Linked DNA regions of Sus scrofa: region 2 is linked to region 1. The links are chromatin contacts, called in public HiChIP or PLAC-seq maps. All regions are on one chromosome and are shown on one strand. Each heading gives the region's core, a stretch centred on a gene start, on an enhancer-like site or on the middle of the called end of the contact. The rest is flanking DNA. Distances are from core to core; before and after follow the strand shown.

Region 1 (5,375 bases), core at 1,817-4,316:
TGGGAACTGGAGAGCTCACCAGTGACCAGACAAACGCAGGGTATCAGCAAATGTCATGCCTGGGAGCCGTCCTGTCTCCATCTGGAGCCTTAGCAGTTTTCTGCTCCAAACAGACTTGACTGGTCTTTGCACGGAACTCTCAAAGCCAACCTTGTTACTCTTATGTCCATGTTCCTGAAGTGGCCACTTCCCTGTAGCCCTTAAGAACTGGCAATTCAAGAGTGAAAAGGTGGAGTTCCCACTGTGGCTCAGCAGGTTAAGAATCCAAAATAGTCTCTATAAGGATGCAGGTTTGATCCCTGGCCTCCATCAGTGGGGTTAAGGATCCAGCATTGCTGCAAGCTGTGGCTTAAGTCAGAGATGCAGCTTGCATCTGGTGTTGCTGTGGCTGAGGTGTAGGCCAGAAGCTGCAGCTCTGATTCGATCCCTAGCCTGGGAACTTCCATATGCTGCAGGTGGGGCTGCAAAAAGAAAAAAAAAAAAAAAAAAGGTGTTCCCATCGTGGCACAGTGGTTAACGAATCCCACTAGGAAGCAAGAGGGTGTGGGTTCCATCCCTGGCCTTGCGCCGTGGGTTAAGGATCCCACGTTGCTGTGGCTGTGGTGTAGGCCGGCAGCTGCAGCTCCAATTGGACCCCTAGCCTGGGAACCTCCATATGCCACGGGAGCGGCTCTAGAAAAGGTAAAAAAAAAAAAAAAAAAAAAAAAAAAAAAAAAAAAAAGAAGGTAGAGAAATAGAAACAGAGGAATGGGAGAAGGAAAGCTGAGAGCAGCCACTGGTCAAGTTAGTGTGGATAGCACTGCTCAGGGTCCTAGGCACTGGGGAGCCTGGGCCACAGATCTGGCTCTGAGCTTCTTAGCAACCACTGTGAAAAGAGCAACAAGATCCATCACACAATTCATAAGCCCTGTCAGCTAAAAGCAAAAGTGTTCCCCCAAGGAAAATGCTTGTTCCTAGTACTAGGTTGTGGAAGAAATTTATTCTGGGGTTGTCATGGAGAGGCCATGACAAAATGAATGAACACTGTCCTTGGCAAGATCCTGACAATAAATCTTGCAACTGGTTTCCTAGGGCTGTTTCTAATAAGTTTTTTGTTTGTTTTTTTGTTTTGGGGTTTTTTTTTTCTTTCTTTTTTTGGCAGTACCCATGGTCATGCAGCAATTCCCAGGCCAGGGATTGAACCCGCATCACGGCAGCAAGCAGAGCCTCTGCAGTGACAATGCCAGATCCTTAACATGCTGTGCAACAAGGGAACTCCTCTAATAAGCCTTCTTAATGAAGGCCCACAGTATAAGGCTGAAGGCCAGTTTAGTAATAAGAGTGGCTTCCTAGGGAATCCTCCAAGGTTAAGTGCTTCAAAACATCTGTTCAGCTAAGGGTTACTAAGGATAAGCAGGTAAGTGATGAAGTGGTCCCTTATGAGGGTATGTATTTGGGAGATGTGTCAGTGTTTGCTTCCATGCTTCCTACAAGTTGGCAGCTGGACCCAGAGACTTGATCAGACTTGAGTTTAATCCCTTTGGCTAGATTCTCAGTGGGTTTGTGAAACATAAACACTAATGAGTATGAACTATCAATAAGTATGCACAGAAATATGGATGAATTTCACCGACACAGTGTTGAGCAAAAGAAGCCAGACATCAAAATGTATATACTGTATGATTTCAAGTATAATTGACCTGGAGTTCTCTTGCGGTGCAGCAGGTTAAGGATCTGGCGTCGTTACTGCATCAGCTCAGGTTTAATCCCTAGCCGAGGAACTTCCACATGCCACGGGTGCAGCCAGAAAAACAAAACAAAAAATAAAATATCCAATACAGCTGACCCTTGAACAACATGGGGGTTGGGCTGGCAACCCACAGGCAGTCAAAAATCCCCACACAGCTATCACTGCCTCGAAAATGAAGCACTCCCCCAAGGCAGGAAGCTGAAACCCTTTGGACAGAATCGGGACTCAAGCCCTAGTTTTTGGTTTTGTTTTCTTTTTTAAAAAAAAATTTGGGGAGTTCCTGTCATGGCTCAGTGGAAAGGAATCCGAGTAGGAACTATGAGGTTGTGGGTTTGATCCCTCGCCTCACTCAGTGGATTAAGGATCCTGCATTGCTGTGGCTGTGGTGTAGGCTGGCTTCGATTCGACCCCTAGCCTGGGAACCTCCCTATGCCACAAGAGCAGTCTAAAAGGACAAAGAAAAAAAAAAAGAAAAAGAAAAGAAAAGAAAACTCAAGTACTATACTTATTGAAAAAAAAATCCACATGTAAGTGGGCCAGAGAAGTTTGAACACAAATTGTTCAAGGTCCACTGTATATAGAAGTATAGAAATAGGCAAAACTAATATATGCAGCTAGGAGGCAGGAGAGAGGTTAACCTGGGAGGGAGGGGCTGGAAGGGAGTGTGTGAGGGGTTCTGGGAGGCTGGCAATGGGTGTTGATTACCTGGATGTTCTTTGACCTGTGAAAATTCTTGTGCTCTGGGCACTTTTCTAAGTGTATGTTATGCTTCAATAAAAGGGGGGGTGTTTTTGATTATTTGTTTGTTTTCTTGGAGTTCCCATCATGGCTCAGCAGAAAAGAATCTGACTAGTATCCATGAGGATGCAGATTCTATCCCTGGCCTTCCTCAATGGGTTAAGGATCCAGCGTTGTCGTGAGCTGTGGTGTAGTTTGCAGATGCAGCTCAGATCTGGCTTTGCTCTGGCTGTGGTGTAGGCCAGTGAATACAGCTCCAATTTGAGCCCTAGCCTGGGCACCTCCATATGCCACAGGTGTGGTCCTAAAAAAACAAAAGAGAGGTTTTTTTTGTTTGTTTGTTTGTTTTTTTAAGTGACATCAGGTCATTATAGATGAATTTTAAACTAGGGGTACTCTTTGGAGAGATGGGGTTTCAGGATATGACCAGAGATAGAGCTCCTTCCAGGGCTGGAATGTGGGCTCAGCCGGGATAAGTTTCACTGTGGATAGAGGATCAAGACCCCACCGTGACTGGATCAGGATTCATCCTGAGGGCTCAGTCCCTCCAAGTCTTTGGCTTGACCACTGCCATTCCAGGGTCTGACCACTTGATGTCTCCACTCAACAAGTTGCTAAGTAGGGAGACTGGTGGATAGGGCTGTCCAGACCACGGTGGCCCCGAGCTGGACCTGGGTGGGGAATGACTAGGAGACATCAGAGGACGAATCCAAGTGGAGCAGAGCTGACCTGTCTGGGACTGGGGTCCAGGCCCCGTGGAACAGTGGGCAGTAGAGGGGACCATAGAGGTAAGGCCATCTCAGAGCCCCCAGCTTTGTAAACCACAATGGAAAAGACTATGAAAAAGGAATATATATGTATAACGGAGTCAGTTTGCTGCACAGCAGAAATTAACACAACATTATAAATCAACTACACTTCAATTAAATTTTCAAAAAAGTATATATTTGTAAGAATATATATATGTGTGTGTGTGTGCATATATATATATATATATATATATATGTATATAATTGCTTTGCTATACACCTGAAACTAAACTACATTGTAAATCAACTATACTTCAATAAAAAATTTTAGGAGTTTCCATTGTGGCTCAGCAGGTTAAGAATCTGACTAGTATCCATAAGGATACAGGTTCGATCTCTGGTCTCATTCAGTGGGTTAAGGATCCGGCATTGCCGCGAGCAGTGGTATAGGTCGAAGATGCGGCTCAGATCTGGCATCACTGTGGCTGTGGCGTGGGCCAGCAGCTACAGTTCCGTTTTGACCCCTAGCTCGGGAACTTCCATATGCCACAGATGAGGCCCTAAAAAGAAAAATGAAATTAAATTTTAAGAAAAAGCAAGCCCCCAGCTTTGTCCTCTGTCTCAGTCAGTATTATATCATCCATTCACTCATTCATTCAGTGTTTAATGATCTCCTACTCTGGACCAGGCACTGAGGATTCAAGGGCACATGGGCCATGGTCCCTGTCTTCACCGGGCTCACATCATCCCCACACCTCCTCTCTCCCTGCATCACTCCCTCTAAGCCCCGAAGAACTGCTAGTTTTAGAATCCAAACAGCTCCTCAGCCAGGACCCCCTTTTCCTGTTTGTGGTCTTTTTCCTACCAGGATGTATCTCCCAAAGCGCTGGGGCCTCATCTCTCTTCCAGCCCCTGGTGTCCTCGGAGTCTGTCCCAGAGTAGATGACCAATAAATACGTGTTGGATGGAAGTGGGATAGCAACGAGGTGGTCAGTCCTCCTGCAGCACCAAGCAGGACAGAGCAGGGAGGCCTCTTCTGAGTCTGGGGTGGCTGGCTCCCAGACCTTGCAATTCTTGAAGAAGCCTCTGATGAGGCTTTGTGTGGCGTGGGTGTGGGCGAGTGAGTAGGACCGAGAGCCGGAGGTTTCGGAGCCAGGAGCATTGTAGGGGAACAGAGAACAAGAACGGTGTTGTCAGTCCAGCTCACAGACCCTGGGGCAGTTCCACTTCCCCTTTTTCAAAAGCAAACACAGTGGAGGAAGGAAGGGGCTGGCTTCCACACCATCCTTTGATAGGCCCAGGGACCTGACTTACAGGAAGAGGAAATATGAGCCAGCAGAGACTAAGCGGGAACCAGGTGGGGGTCTCTGGCTTGCCTCCACCTCCAGGCAGTCCCCCCCGTCACCTCCACCCAGCCTTGGCAGAAGATGAAAGGTAGATAGACCAGTCAGGGCCTGCTCGGATTCTGAGAAAATGATAGGGCATAACTTGGGGGAAACTGGCTGGAGGGAAAGGGATAAAGACCAAGAGCTGCAAGGAGTTCCTGTTGTGGCTCAGTGGTTAACGAATCCGACTAAGACTCACGAGGTTGCGGGTTCGATCCCTGGCCTTGCTCAGTGGGTTAAGGATCCGGCATTGCTGCAAGCTGTGGTGTAGGTGGCAGACGTGGCTCGGATCCTGCATTGCTGTGGCTGTGGCATAGACCAGAGGCTACAGCTCCGATTAGAGCCCTAGTCTGGGAACCTCCATATGCCACGGGTGTGTCCCTAGAAAAAGACAAAAAAAAAAAAAAAAAAAAAAAAGAAGACCCAGAGCTGCAAGCAGATACTTTCTGGAGGAGGGAAGAGGATACAGGAGCCTGAGACACAGACATGGATGGCCACATGTATGTGGGTGGTTGCCACGGACCTTCAGAGGACCAGTTTTGGCCCATTTCCTGTGGCACTAGAGATGGGGGTGCTAGGATGGGATCTTCAACACCAGGGCCTGCTGCCCCGGGCATATCCAAACAACACCTCCACAGAAGCTCTTCCATCAGAGTCTAGAGTAGATCAGCAACTGCAGTGAAGGAAGTTTCTGCAATGAAGGAAATCTTCCACAGCTAGGTTCCCCAATATGGTAGCCACTAGCCACATGGGCCAATAGCTCCCATATCGGAC
Region 2 (5,375 bases), core at 1,150-3,649, 33 kb after region 1:
CTGCAACCTACACTGCAGCTCAACAGCAACGCTTGATCCTTAACCTACTGCGCAAGGCCAAGGATAGAACCCACGTCCACATGTCCACATGGATACTAGTCGGGTTCATTTCCACTGAGCCACGATGGGAACTCCCCGGCCAACTTTTTAAAAAGCTTCATCCTAAACAGTGATATCCTTAAAATCATGGATTTGATGTGGTGGTTAAAATTTTTTCCCTCACACACATGGAAATATTTACATAATGATTTAAAATTAAAATGTCTGTATTACCTATAATCTCCCCAAGTACTAGGGTTAGTGGACCATATCCTGGGGATACCAGATTGAAGTATCAGGAGTCAGAGAATGGCCATGTGGCCTTGGGTAAGCCAACCACCCTCTGAGCACTGCCAGCCTTGTATGTTGGCAAAGAAGTGCAGCCTGTGACAAGACACCCAGATACCTGCATATTTGTGCACAGGGACCATGCTTGGTGTGTCATTTTGGAGTGTGTGTTTTTAGGCCTACCCAGATTTTCCTTGGAGGTACCTGGAAAATGCATGCAGAGTTTCCCCGGCTTTAGGGGATGGTGGAGGAGTAGTGGTGGGAGGCGCTATTATTCCTTAAGGCAGTCCTCGAGTTACTTTGGCCTGACTGCAGCAAACAGGTAGTAGTCACACGCCTCACCTGGTGGCCTGGGATTAATTCCGAGATGGGAGGACTATGAAGAAAGACACCGAAAGCAAGATGAAACTGGTTTTGGTAGCTTGCTTGAGAGAAAGAGCATAGCTGTGGAGTCAAGCAGACCTGAGTTTGAATCCAAAACTCATCAATTAGTAGCCTTGTATTCTCAAACAACTTAAAAAAAAACAAAAACAAGAAAACAAAAAAAACAAAACCTTAAAATTCCACCATTACAGAACATTGTAAATCAACTATATGTTAATTAAAAATTTTTTTCACCATTATCGCCATTGTCCAGATGAGGAAATAGGGGTTCAGAGAAGTTAAACAACTTTCCTGAAGTCACACAGCTAATCAACAGAAGAGCAGAATTCAAAATTAGATTGGTTTATGGAGTTCTCTCTTGGTCCAGTGGGTTAAGAATCCTGGGTTGTCATTGCTGTGGCTCTGGTTACAATTGTAGCACGTTTCATCCCCAGACAGGGAACTTCCGCATGCATGAGTGTGACCAGGAAGAAAAAAAAAAAAAAAGAACTTTGAACTTTGTACTAAGATGAGAAGTACTGTTGGAGGGGATAATAGATCTGGTGTAGAGAAATTACTTTGGCTACTGTTGCAGAGCAACTTGTGAGAGGGCCAGAAGGGAAGCAGGGATCCCTGTTAGGAATGTATTATGTAGTATAATCCAAGCAAGAGATAATGCAGACTTCGACAGGTGTGTGGCCAAGGGAAAGATTGAAAACATGCAATCAGCTGGATGAATGAGAAAGAAAAGGAAGATGTCCAGGGTGGAGCTTTTCTAACTGGGTGGTGGAGGAAGATGGTGAGTTTAGGGAAGTTTGTGAGGTATCCAAAAGGAGATGTCAAGTAGGCAGTTAGTAGGTCACTTATCTCTGACACAATTAAACTTTAGTAAAATAGGCGACCTCAAAGAGCTATTGTGTCAAATCAGAGCAGAGTAGATGCTCCATAAGCGGCAGTTCTCTCTCCAATTCCTCTCCCCTAGGCCTCTTTGCGCGCTAAGGATACAGCAGGGCACAGAGCCAGGTCGTGTTCACCCCGCGATCTGGTTCTCTTTGGTCCCTATCCTATCCTTTTTCTTAACGCAATTCCTGGCTCAGGAAGGTCTGAAGAAAGAACTAATGAAATTAGGCCTCTTGAGACCCAGGGCCACACGTACCCGACTGAAAACGGGAGCTAAACCAGACTTTTGGTGGGCTGAAAAAAAATAAAATAAATTTTAAGAAAGCATGAAATAATCGAGGAATTGGAAAGCCTGGACAAAGGCTGGGGAAGGAGCTCCTCCCATCAAATAGCCTCGGAGTATGGTTAACGAGAGAGGAATAGCCGGTGAGAGCTCAGGGGCCCTGAACGCCAGGGTTTCTGAATCTCCGAGAAGAGGAAAAAGCGAGACAGAAGCACGGACCAGGCCTGGCGCGGTCCCGCCGCGGCCTTTAAAGGCCCACCACGTGGCCGAGTGGCCGGCCCCGGTCCGGAGGCGGTGTCCGGGCTGAGCCTGCGCACAGCCTAGGGGAGGGGCCTGGTTTCCGAGAAAAGGCGCTGGGAGAGGAAAAGAAGGCTGCTCAGGATGTGCGGCCGTGGGAGGAGTCAACTTCTCATGCAAATCACAGCGGCGCGCGAGGACTAAGGGGCGGGGCTTACGATGCAAAGCCAGGTCCTCCTTGGGAAGTGCGAGGGGGCGGGCCCCACAACCCTCGGCCTCCTTCCGCGAGTCTCTGACGTCAGCGACGTCTCATTTAAAAGCGGCCGCGCAGGCGCAGTGAGCCGAAATGCGAACTTAGGCTGTTACACAACTGCTGGGGTCTGCTCTCGCCTCCCGCCCGGCAGTCAGTCAGCGTCGCCGCCGCTGTCGCCGCCTCAGCCTTACCGGGAGTCTCAGGCCCGCCCCGCCGACGTTTACTCGCGCTTCCGGGAGCCTTCGGGAGCCTCCGGAAGCCCCTGTCCACCCGCACAGGCCGGTAGCGACCGTCTGCGTCTCCTCGGCGCCCCTCGCCGCCCGCCGCACTCGCCACTCCTGCCGACATGAGTGGGGACCATCTCCACACCGATTCCCAGGTACGGCCCTGCCCGACCCGCCTGGGTCCCCGGCGCCGCCCCGGCCCTCCAAGACCCCCGGCGCAGGCCCCGGCCTCGGCCTGGCCGCTTTGACAGGCCGGAACCCCTGGGTAGGGGCGGCCGGCCGGAGGCGATGGGCTCCCCGGGCGGAAGCCGCCAACTTCCAATTTTGGGGGGCTGGCGGGCCCTGGCGGCCGTTCCCGGGGCCCCTCCATCCCGGGGGGCGCAGGGTGGGACCGGCCCACGGCCGCGCGCGCTCGCCCGCCGGCCGCCGCGGGGTGAATGTGCCTGTTGTTTCACGGTCCCTCCTTTTCTCTCCCCAGATCGAGGCGGATTTCCGACTGAATGGTGAGTGTGCCCCCTCCCCGACCCCGGGTCCCCGGCCGCCCGGCCCGAGCCGGGCAGAGGACAGACATGGCGTCCCAGAGACTAAGTCCCGGCTTCTCGCTCACCGGCCCCATTGTTCCCATCGGGCCGCCTCTGGACCCCCTTTCCGGGGACCCCACTGCCCCCATATCGCGGCCCTCCCAAGAGGGGGCAACGGAGACCCCGCGTCGCCCGTCACCGGGCGTCGGGCAGCCTTTCCGGGCCCGGATTCCTCCCGGGAAAGTCGCCCTGTCGACAGTCGGGACTTAGTCTCTGCGCCATTTTCTTTTTCTCTCTCCTCTCCTTTCTGTGCTTGTGTCTCTTTCTCTCCCTCCCTCGGCTCCTTCCCTGAGCTGCCCAGAAAGAGCTTTCTGCAGAGCAAAGCCATATAAATCACAGACCTCAGCAGAGGGAAGGGTGGGAGCCTGAATTGTTACTATTTTTTTCCAAAGAGAACTTTATTTGAGGGGTTATTCCCCTACTGCTTCTTGTTTGTTTCCTTTTCTGCTTCCAGAATGAAAGATACCCTTGAGCAACTGTTGATCCCCCCACCCCTTCGGTGAGATGTTTGATGGTTAGAATTAGGGCTCTAAAACTAAAGCCCTCCTTTGTGGAGTTCTTCACCTTTTGAGATTGCTTTCCCCAAGTTGTGTTCTTTGCCAGGGTAGTGGTATCTACTTTCAGAAAGTTTACAAGTTGTCTGTGGGCCATCCAATGTTGGACTTGGGCATATAGATTTTTTTTTTTTTTAAGTAAAGTAACACCGACTAGAACTTTTCATTGGGGCTGAGATTCCCAAAGCAGTGTTTTTCTAACGCAGTTTCATGTGGTTGTCAGGAGGAAAGGTTGTTCAGCATCTCATCTGGCCTGGAGTACTGGCCTTTTCTTGTGGGCTGTGGGTCAGAAAAAAAAGATTTTATTTATTGAAACAAAGAGTGGCCAGCACCCATTCTTCCTGCTCATTCTTCTTCAGAAGCCACTGTTTTTCAGGAATTGAGAGCTAGCTGACTTTTGCCAGATGTTCATATTTTTGAACCCTTTTCAGCCAAATCAAGGCACTTACTCTGAGTATTTCCAGTTCAGTTGCTCAGTGAAGATTCCCCAGGAAAAGCTTCCCCTGTGAGCTTTTCAGCAATCCTTTTGGAGGAGAAGGCACCCTCTGTAGTGTGCTGGGAATTCCCACCCATTCTGATGGTATACATAATTCTGCTCAGTTGAGTTTGGGTTCCGGGAATCTCTCCAATGGGAGAAGCTGATGAGTAGGTTTTCTGATGTTGTAATCAGCAGTCCATCGTGTTAGCCTGCTCTACTGAGAGCAGAGCAGCCTTATGTTCAGATTTTGGAGTAGGGCATCCAGCAGGAGATAGTACTAGGGGAGAGGAGAGAATCTGGTTAAAATGTAACAGTTTTTGAGCACCTGAGAGATGTGCCCAGCACTGTGCTAAGTACTAAAGTTGAATCTTTGGCCCGGACACTGCTGTTCTTGCCTTCAATCCAGTCTATCTGGGGAGACATAATTAGTTAATTATAAGGTAGGTGCTGGGGCATATGTATACCCGAAATGCTTTGGGTGACTAGGGCATTCAGTCTGGGGGTGGGGAAATTTCTCAGAGGAGGTAGCTGGGTGTTGTGCAAGACTAGGTGCTGAGTGTCAGGGGTTAGAGTATTTCCTAACTGTTCAGTCAGCCTATCAGGGTTTTAAAAGAGGGAGATGAGGCCCTTGCAGTTCAGAAAGCCAGAGTGTAGATATGTTTCTTTGGGATGTGGAAGCAAAGAAAGGATGTGTCAGATGAGGATGTCCTTTTGACCTCTCTTGGAAGAAGGTAGGATCTTAATACAGAATAAATAAATGTTCTTTTGACTTTGAGACTAGGCTGAGTAGGTAATGTATCTAGTAATGAAACAAAGTGTTGTCCTTTCTCAGAAAGTTAACCTCCGTGGTTCTCACATAGATTATACAGAGGAACTATTGTATATGTGAATGATGGTAGGCTAGGTAAATTATTGATCTTTAGTGCCATTTTTTGGTAGAGACTGGAGTAAATTGGTTATATTGACTTTTAGAATTTTTCACTTGTAATAGCAATAATTGTTCATATTTATTGAATATATACTGTTCCAGACATGCATCTCAGCTCTTTTCATGGATTAACTAGTTTAATTTAATCCTTGGAAGAACCCTTATGAGTTAGGTACTATTATCTCCATTTCCATAAGTAAGGAAACTGAGACTTGGGTATATTTACCAGCTTTCCAAGGGCAGTGAG

The links. HiChIP or PLAC-seq counts read pairs in DNA pulled down with a chosen protein or histone mark.
Region 2: a contact with region 1 is called in an H3K27ac HiChIP or PLAC-seq map of alveolar macrophages. The contact joins the promoter of TOP1 here to the enhancer-like site in region 1. A contact is called at or near these places in 4 of 47 Hi-C or Micro-C datasets (embryonic fibroblasts, epiblast stem cells, fetal liver and 1 more) and 2 of 2 datasets of contacts at active chromatin or transcription factors (alveolar macrophages and skeletal muscle).

Annotation. Positions count from the first base shown.
Region 1 is chr17:43,674,190-43,679,564 of Sscrofa11.1, forward strand. No RefSeq gene overlaps it. Among named protein-coding and RNA genes, the nearest start is that of TOP1, 33 kb to the right of the region's middle. Within about 2 kb of position 3,067, at least 26 of the 83 cell types and tissues checked have an H3K27ac peak or open chromatin away from gene starts, as enhancers often do. A contact at or near this core is called in alveolar macrophages, embryonic fibroblasts, fetal liver and 1 more, where this site is marked.
Region 2 is chr17:43,707,871-43,713,245 of Sscrofa11.1, forward strand. It overlaps TOP1 (DNA topoisomerase 1), which reads left to right and starts at 2,400. Exons shown (of 21, transcript XM_021078395.1): 1 at 2,400-2,742; 2 at 3,066-3,090. The coding sequence starts at 2,710.